3 separate regions of the Mus musculus genome follow, and all the other regions are linked to region 2. A link is a contact called in public HiCAR-type and HiChIP or PLAC-seq data. All regions are on one chromosome and are shown on one strand. The core of a region is the stretch at or near the end of the contact, and the rest is flanking DNA. Distances in the headings are between cores, read along the strand shown. Region 1 holds the start of Pnn (pinin). Region 2 holds the start of Pax9 (paired box 9). Region 3 holds the start of Sec23a (SEC23 homolog A, COPII coat complex component).

Region 1 (2,700 bases), core at 37-2,536, 2.4 Mb before region 2:
GATTTCATAAAGAAGAAAAACACAAGTGAAGCAAACTTAAGCAAACAATTACATGAACAACACCCTACCACCAATTACATTCTTAGATGTCAAAAGCCTTAACAGAACTTAAAAACAGTTAAGTTTATATGAAACTGTCCCCCCCCCACCCCCACCCCCCAGTCAGGGTTTCTCTGTATAGCCCTGGCTGTCCTGGAACTCACTTTGTAACTTTGTAGACCAGGCTGGCCTTGAATTCAGAAATCCGCCTGCCTCTGCCTCCCAAGTGTAGTGCATATGAAACTGTTCTAATATTCTCCAACCTCTACTTTTGCAATACATTTATTAGAAACAAGGCAGTTATCATCTCCTTACCTTAGCAATAAGCTACCTCGTCCTCTACCTCCACCAGGACCAGAAAGGGCCAGCAATCTGGCTTGGATGGGCCTAAAAAAGAATTATAATCAGTGTAAAAGTCCTATGCAGACACATGAGAGGGCTTCATATACTTCCACACACTAAGGTACACACTACGTAGAAATGAACACAAATAATTCTAAAATGACCGTTTCAGATCCACTTCTTCGAAACCAAACATTAAAATCCTCTTTCTTGCTTCCCCAAGACCACCGTTACGAAAATATATGTATCTCGAGACTGCTACATATTAATAAGTCTGGGTCAGGTCCTATCTGCCAACCTCAAGGGAAGGACACCCAAGCCAGCAGGGAGAGGCAGCCACTGCTTCCCCCGGGGGTCTCCGACTTGACAAGGGTTCGGAGCCGCAGGGGTGGAAAGGGGCTTTGTACTGCAGTTCCGGGCCTGCAGCGCCAAGGGCGGGAAGCCGTGGTCTCGGCCTTCCCGGGGGCGCGGAAACCACGCCGGGCAGCCGGGCGGGCCTTCCTTCCATTCGCAAGCACTCGCACCCAGTGCCCTAGGCGCAGGCATGGCGTCTCCCCGCCTAGCCGAGCAGAGGGCTCGCCCGCCGCCCGGGAAACGGGCCCCTTGACCCCAGTCGGCCCACAAGCGGCCGGTTGCCCTCTGTCCCGGGTGCGCCCGGCCCCGAGGCCCCGGACCTCGCCAACCTCTGGGGTTCCGTCCGATCCGTACCTCACATCATTCGGGTCCCGCCCGGTGAGCTTGCGGATATTCTCGTCCACATTCTTGAGGCTCTCTTTGGCCTTCTCTAGCTGCTCCTGCAAAGCTCTCACGGCGACCGCCATCTTCTCTCTGCAGCAGGCTTCGCGACCGCTCTCCAGGCCGCGCAGCGCCGCACCGCGCCCGCCGCTCCACGCGGAAGGACTGACAGCCGGCCCCAGCCAATGATCGCGGGCTTCTTCTCGGGCCTGGACCACCCGAGGACCGGAAGGGGAAGAAGCTTGTCGATCCGTGATTCTGGACCAATGAGAAGCCGGCAAGTCACTCAGCTCCTCCCCTCGCCGCCTGCCGTGGTTGCGCTCCGCTGCTTGCGCAGAGCGGGGAGGGATTACGTCGGTGTGATAGATCCAATCTCGGGGGTCTGCAAAGGCATCCTCTTAAACTTGACATGTCGCTGACTTCATAGTGCGCCTAAACTCTTCCCATGGGACGGAAGAGGCTATACATCCTTTTTTTCCTTCCCCAAGAGGTTTAATCAGAAAAGGGCATGGCAAATAATGGCTGTTGCGCATGCCCAGAGTGCAGGGAGGCGCAGGCTGTCTTCCATTAGTGAACTGAACCACCAGGAGTCTTCATCCTAACAGCTAATAGTTATTGTGGACACTGAGAATCGCTTTGCGTGCCTTAGTCGTTAAAAACTAGAAACTTGAATGAGATGGTGCTTAATGATAAGGAAATTGAGGCTGCGGACCTAGGTCCAACAGGTCGTCAGATCTCGATGAAGAGGCAATTTATATTCTGATCCTGAGCAAAGTTGTTTCCAGCAGGGCCTAATGCCTGCGGGTATAATAGAGGGTCTGGAGAAGTTGCCAGTGGTTTCCTGTGTGTATTTTCTGGATTCCACTTTGCCCTACCCACAATGCCAATATGGACGCTGGTTTTGTACTTGACATAGAGGTACACGTTTTAGTTCGGAAAAATGTTACACAAATGCAAAGGTCAAATCCTTACAAGTTTTCTCCCTGAAAAGGAACAAGAATTTTTGTTTTGTTTTTAGTAACAGTAACTTGGTCTTATCCTGTATGCTATTTGTGTGGAGGCTCATAACTGGATAGGTGAGGAAGAATTTCATTATCTTATCAATGTTAACAGCACCTGTTATCTACAAAACGAATACCATGACAGCCAAGGATACACAGAAAAACCCAGTCTTGAATAAAACCAAAACCAAAAAGAAGAAGGGGGGAAGGGGAGGAGGAGAAGGAGGAGAAGGAGGAGGAGGAGGAGGAGGAGGAGGAGGAGAAGAAGAAGAAGAAATAGAAGAAGAAGAAGAAGAAGAAGAAGAAGAAGAAGAAGAAGAAGAAGAAGAAGAAGAAGAAGAGAAAAGTCAGGTGGTAACATGCCTTTTAATCCCAGCACATGACAGGTTGAGGCAGGTGGATTAGCCTGGTTTACAGAGCTAGTTCCAGGACAGCCAGAGAATCCTGTCTGGAAATACTTACTCCCCCTCAGAGAGAAGGGTGGGGAGGGGGAGAGGGAGAGAGAGAAAGGGAGAAAAGGAGAGGGTGACAGGAAATATCTTTGAAGAAGCTTGAAGGTGTATAGCATATTAGCAGGAAGCAA
Region 2 (2,700 bases), core at 33-2,532:
GTTGTAGCGCGCCAGGATCTTGCTGACGCAGCCGTGCGAGACCCGTAGCTGGCGGCTGATGTCACAAGGTCGGATGCCCAGTTGGGCTAATTCCACGATGCGAAGCCGAATGGCGTTGGGCAGCGGCCTTCCGTTCACGAACACTCCTCCCAGCTGGTTCACCTCCCCGAAGGCTGGCTCTGCAAAAGGAGCACAGAGCGCGCCACAACGCGCACCAACTGCTTGGGACAGCCGCCTGCCACTCGGCCTCCAAGAGCGTCCAGGGGCAGGGTTATGACACCCTTCTATAAGGACTGGGGTTGCCCCGAAACCAGACTGTTCCGGCCTGAGCCAAACGTCTCAAAACAAGCTGCGGCCAGACCTCGCTCCTACTTTGCGATTCCCAACAACAAACAAGAAGAGAGACCCAGGGCAACTCCGGACACTTAAAACTCTCCGAAGCAGGCGGGGAAATCGGTTCTGAGGCTCCAGCGCGCCCCTCTTTGCCTGCCTGGTACCAAAACACTCGGCCCTTGCTCCCTTCCACCGCCTTACCCCTCCCTTCTGCGGGGTTAGACGCAGTCCAGAGAAAGCTGGGGGGGGGGTGTTTTTGTTCTGTTTTGCTTGCAAGTGTAAACACGTGTGCAACAAAACTTGGATTGACACTGGAGCTGCGAGATTCGCCAATGCCACGGCCCTCTTCCCTTAAATCGCAAAATGGCATCAATTGTCACCCAGTGGCTCTCACAGAACCCTTTCCGCCACTGACCCTTGGAGGGTGCTTACAGCTCGACGGACGCAGTCTGAGTCAATACAGCGCGGTGGCGCGCCTCAGCTCCCTCCCTCTAGCCCTCGCCTGCTCGCTCCCTCCCTCCTCGGATCTGACAACGTCCCCCATCAGCCACTCACCCATTGCTCTGAGCAGTACACCAACCCGGCCCCAGTTCCGCACTCCCAGAAAGAAACTTTTTTCTTGTTCTCACTGAGCCGGCCTGTCGCTGCTCCAAGCCGAGGGTGCCTTGGCTTCTTCCCGGGAGGAGGCGACAAGAGTGCCAAAGGAAAGAGTAAAAGGAAGTCTGTGCCGGGCTGAAAGAGGCTTGAGTTCTGCATTTCAATCTAAGCAGCAACGTGGGCTGGGCTGAGCAGGGCCGGGCGGCTCAGTCTATCACTCACTTGTGACACACCCCAAAAGAGGTGGGCCCGCGAGCAATCTGCGTTGTAATTGGTGCAGGCCGGTGAGTGACAGCTCAGTCCGGGAAACTCCTTCCGCCGTCTGTTTCTGGCTGGCTCCGCACCTGGGTGACTAAATACAATGAATAAGAGTGTTTGACGTCTTCCCAGGGGCGCCGCAAACAGAGTGCAAAATCAAGCTGATAAAAATGCTGAATAAGCGAACAGAAGCTTTGGTCTCGGTTTGAATAACTTTAAGTGGGTAGAGACCGAGGACACCTTTTGGGGAAGAGATGAATTTGTCAAATTAAAGTTGGAGGTTAGAGCTCTCAGAGAACAAGTGGCACGACCCTTAAGGGATGACTGAGAACTACCTGTCATGCTGACCTTTGGGGACTGTCAGAATCTTGTCCACAAATTCTATCTCCTTCCAGTTCACTCAGGATGGGGAGAAGTCGAGTGGAGGAGGCGCTTGAGGTGTAAGGACAAGAGACTCCTTCCCGTACCCCGCCCGAAGTGGTTAGTCCAGCAGTGAGGGGCTAAACCTCAGTCAAGCAGGATCCTAGCAGAGGCCAGGTGCAGTGAGGAAAAAAAAATTAAAAAACCAGACTAAAGAGGAGCACAGGACGTCCACGGGGAAGGAGGGTTGATCCCCGGAGCGCTGGTGGCAGTGGCCACGTCCATCCCATCCCACCCCCTTGCATCACTCACCCAGGGTCCTGGTTTCCGTGTGTAAGAATTTGCCAGGGTTCTCAACACCATAGAGCCACCTTGAAAGGTTTGATTTTAAATATGAAAGTCAGCCCCAAGGAGGTACCCGCTGACACTGCCTCTGAGCATCTGTATGTAATTCCCCGCGACTTCAGCTTAGCTACCACAGATGCTGTGTGGTTCTGCCTACCTGGGGATTTTTCACTTTCATTCACCCAAATCCGAAACGGATAGAAGAGTTTGGGACAGAGAAATGCATTTCTTTATGGAGACAAGGTTGTGACGTATGTGGACGAAATAAGGAAGAGAAGCATTGTGAATGGATTCGGGTATTTGTGTGACACCGGAAAGTGGATGATATTACTTCGTCTCCATCACAACAGCCCTCTCTTTAACACATATCCAGGATGTAGGTGATGCGCGCACTCTCCCGAAGGTTCTGCACACAAAGAAATCAGAGGAATCCCGATGTTCACCAGTAAATGACAAGAGCCCAGGACGTCTAGTAATCAGTCTTGGAGCTGACCATTGATCTCCAGGCATCTGCTTCTGTGGTGGGTGTGCACCCTGAATTCAAGTTACAATCAAGTTAAGGATTGAAAGATTACTTCAAATGTCTTTTATTGCAGTCAGGTATTTCCACAATGAGGCTTCACAAATAGAAATACTTGAACATAGCCCCCCCCCCCCTTTATTTGTTGGTTTCAGATGTTCAAAGTCATTTCAAGGCTCGACTTTGTGGTTTCATCCTTGTCTCCGCTCAATACTTGTATTGCGTAGTCAGGTGCTTTATAACAAGGAAAGCCAAGATTTCAGAAGCACCCCCAGCCCCATGCTATA
Region 3 (2,700 bases), core at 33-2,532, 2.3 Mb before region 2:
GGCAGAAGTGGTTCCTGAAGAGTTTCTAGGTCGCTCTGTCTAATCCCATTTTCTCGTCTAAAGCTTGGGTAGGCGGCAGGGACTGAGGATGAACTTTGAAATCTTTAATATTTTTAAAATTAATGAACAATATCGCTATAATCGTCATTTTTAGAGTACTAAAGCCTTTAACCATTTGTAAACACGTTACATTCGTCTAAATCTTACAACCCCTTAGGGTGGTGTCTTTCTGACTTCGCGGGGAACAGAGTGGATGAATGCAGAACTTTTTGTTTTGTTTTTCACTTTTTCGGATAGCATCTTAAAGTTTAGTTGAGGCTGTTCTGGAACTCATTAGGTAGCTCAAGGAGTCTCAAACTTGTAGTGATCCGATCCCCTGGCCTCAGCTTCTGGAGTACCAAGTATCACACGAGGATAATTTTTAGGTTTTTGAGACTGTCTCTTCTGTGGCTTAGAAGGGTCTACAGTTTGCAGTGTAACGTAAGCTGGGCTGCCTTTTTTTTTTTTTTTTTTTTTTTTTTTTTAACCTTGACTATTGAGATTACAGGCATGAACCATCACCACTAGCCGAGTGAGATACTTAAAAACTTTAAAATTACTATTTTGCGATTGCTTGTGGGTCGGTGAGGAGGTCAGAATACAACTTCTGGGAGTAAAGTTTCTTTTTCTGCCTTATGAGTTCTAGGCAAGTGAGGTCCCTGAGCCAAGCCTTCTCATTGGCTCTTGACAACACACAGACGAAAACCCAAAATTAGAGGAGAATCCGAGCATCTATTTTCTAGCGAATACTTCAAATAATTGTTAACTCGTGCTTCGTTCTTTCTCCTCTTTGGACACGGATACAATGTCAGGAAAAAAACTTGCAAGAGCCTTTTCTATATACTAGAAAACAAAAACAATCGTTCAAGCAAACAGTAGACGTGAAAGCTACATCTGGTGGTTAACATTTTTTTTCTTTTTTTCTGGGGCTAGCAATGCCCTAGTCAGGTATTTTAACCTTAATCCTACACACGGCCTCGAGCGGCCACATCCCACCCTTTATTACTCCGGTTACCTCCCTTCCTCCACCGCCCTGGCTATCGCATCGCTTCCTGCTAGCCCCGCCCCTTCCTGAATTGTCCCCGCCCTCCGCTTTGCTTGGCCGTCTTTCACGCTCGCCCCACCCTCTTTATTACTCCCGGTTCATCTTTTCCGCCACTCAACGCGCCCATTACCTCCTGCGCGCCCCGCCTCTTCCGGGACTGTTCCCGCCCCTTCGCTGGTCGCCCCTCCCCGCCTCCTCCCCTTTGACGTGGCAGAGGCGGCACCAGCCATGTTGTCCTGGCCCAGGCCCTCCAAGAGGCCGGGGGCGGGGCGGGGCCGCCCCTGATTGCGGTGCCACGGCTGCTACAGGGCTTTGGAGCGGACTGACGACTGTGCAAGGCGGAGGCTGTGGCCGTCACGGAGCTTCTAGGTAGGTACTGTGGTAAGGACTAGCGTGGCAGCCACCTCTGCTCCACCGGGGTCTTAGTCGGAGCTGGGAGGCGGGCGGCGGGCCGGAGTGTCAGGATTGTTGGCTCTGTCCCGGCTGTGCTCTCGCATAAGCAGCGGGGCGTGCCGGAGGCTGTGGCCCAGCGCCGAACCGAGATCGCTGAACCCTGTGCTTGTCATGGCGACGGAGCGCCCTCGTCTTTAGTCCTCTTAGTTTAGGTGGAAGGACCGTAGCAGGATGGAGACCGAGGGTCTGAGCATCTGGCTCTGCACCCACCCCCACCTCCTGGGTGACACGCTTTGCCAACCCTGCCCAAGGCTCCTGTGCCCTGGGGCCTCTAGGTTCGTTTCTTGACTGCCCAGGAGTGCCCTAGACTTTGAACCCAGGTGACTACATCACCTGTAATTCGGCCTTGGGCCTTATAAAGGTTAAAGAAAAAACCACCAGGTATAGCTAGTGCCTGGGGCCTTGATTATTAATGATCAGGTTTCAGAACTGAGCAATACCATGCACTGGGGCATTTATTCTGTCTGTAGAGCTTTACTGTTTGTGGGAGAGGAACAGGAAGAGGTAAATAAATCCATAGGTAGAGTAGAGTTGGAGATGTCTAATTCATCTCGTCAGCTAAACTTCTGTCCTGTCTTAACACAACCCCACCCTAAACCACGGATAGCTAGGCACATTTACTGAAAGAAATTTAAATTTAAATGTATACTAACATCTTCCTTCTTTCCAGCATCATCAGAGGGCCTTTGTTTTTTAATTGTTTCAATGACCAATTTTATTATTGCCCCCAAAATTCTCACATAACTGATGTGAAATTTGAAGGCCAGAGAAGTTTATTGCCCAAGAGCAAAAATTTGTTACTCAGTCTATTTCATTGGAAATTTTACAACTGGGCCTGGGAAGATGGCTCAGAAGTTAAGAGCACTGGTTGCTCATCCACATGAATACACACACATACACGGGCACAGAAACACACACTCACACAGAGAACTCACTACTGGCTTACAACCTCTTGTAATACACTTACACACACAGTGCCTCATTACCTATTTACAACGATTTGTAACACACCCACATACCTTTCATCTCAACCCCCAGCTCACTAGTGGTTAACAAGCAACTCCATTGGTAGAGGATCCACCACCCACTTCTGGCTTCCACAGGTACTGCACACACATAGTATACAGGCAGATACAGGCAAAACACCAATAGACAAAAATGAA

What was found. HiCAR-type assays count read pairs that join an accessible place to other places. HiChIP or PLAC-seq counts read pairs in DNA pulled down with a chosen protein or histone mark.
Region 1: a HiCAR-type map of astrocytes shows a contact between it and region 2, with 6 times the contacts expected there. The contact joins the promoter of Pnn here to the promoter of Pax9 in region 2. A contact is called at or near these places in 1 of 39 promoter capture datasets (cranial neural crest) and 1 of 115 datasets of contacts at active chromatin or transcription factors (astrocytes).
Region 3: an H3K27ac HiChIP or PLAC-seq map of embryonic stem cells shows a contact between it and region 2, with 8 times the contacts expected there. The contact joins the promoter of Sec23a here to the promoter of Pax9 in region 2. A contact is called at or near these places in 3 of 39 promoter capture datasets (cranial neural crest, frontonasal cranial neural crest and hippocampal neurons) and 2 of 115 datasets of contacts at active chromatin or transcription factors (astrocytes and embryonic stem cells).

Annotation. Positions count from the first base shown.
Region 1 is chr12:59,065,505-59,068,204 of GRCm38.p6, reverse strand. It overlaps Pnn (pinin), which reads right to left and starts at 1,286. Exons shown (of 9, transcript NM_008891.2): 1 at 1,090-1,286; 2 at 355-426. The coding sequence starts at 1,202.
Region 2 is chr12:56,694,053-56,696,752 of GRCm38.p6, reverse strand. It overlaps Pax9 (paired box 9), which reads right to left and starts at 1,282. Exons shown (of 4, transcript NM_011041.3): 1 at 889-1,282; 2 at 1-179. The coding sequence starts at 892. It overlaps Gm15524 (a long non-coding RNA gene), which reads left to right and starts at 1,986. Exons shown (of 3, transcript XR_003950120.1): 1 at 1,986-2,700.
Region 3 is chr12:59,010,599-59,013,298 of GRCm38.p6, reverse strand. Sec23a (SEC23 homolog A, COPII coat complex component) reads left to right here and starts at 1,282. Exons shown (of 20, transcript NM_009147.2): 1 at 1,282-1,453.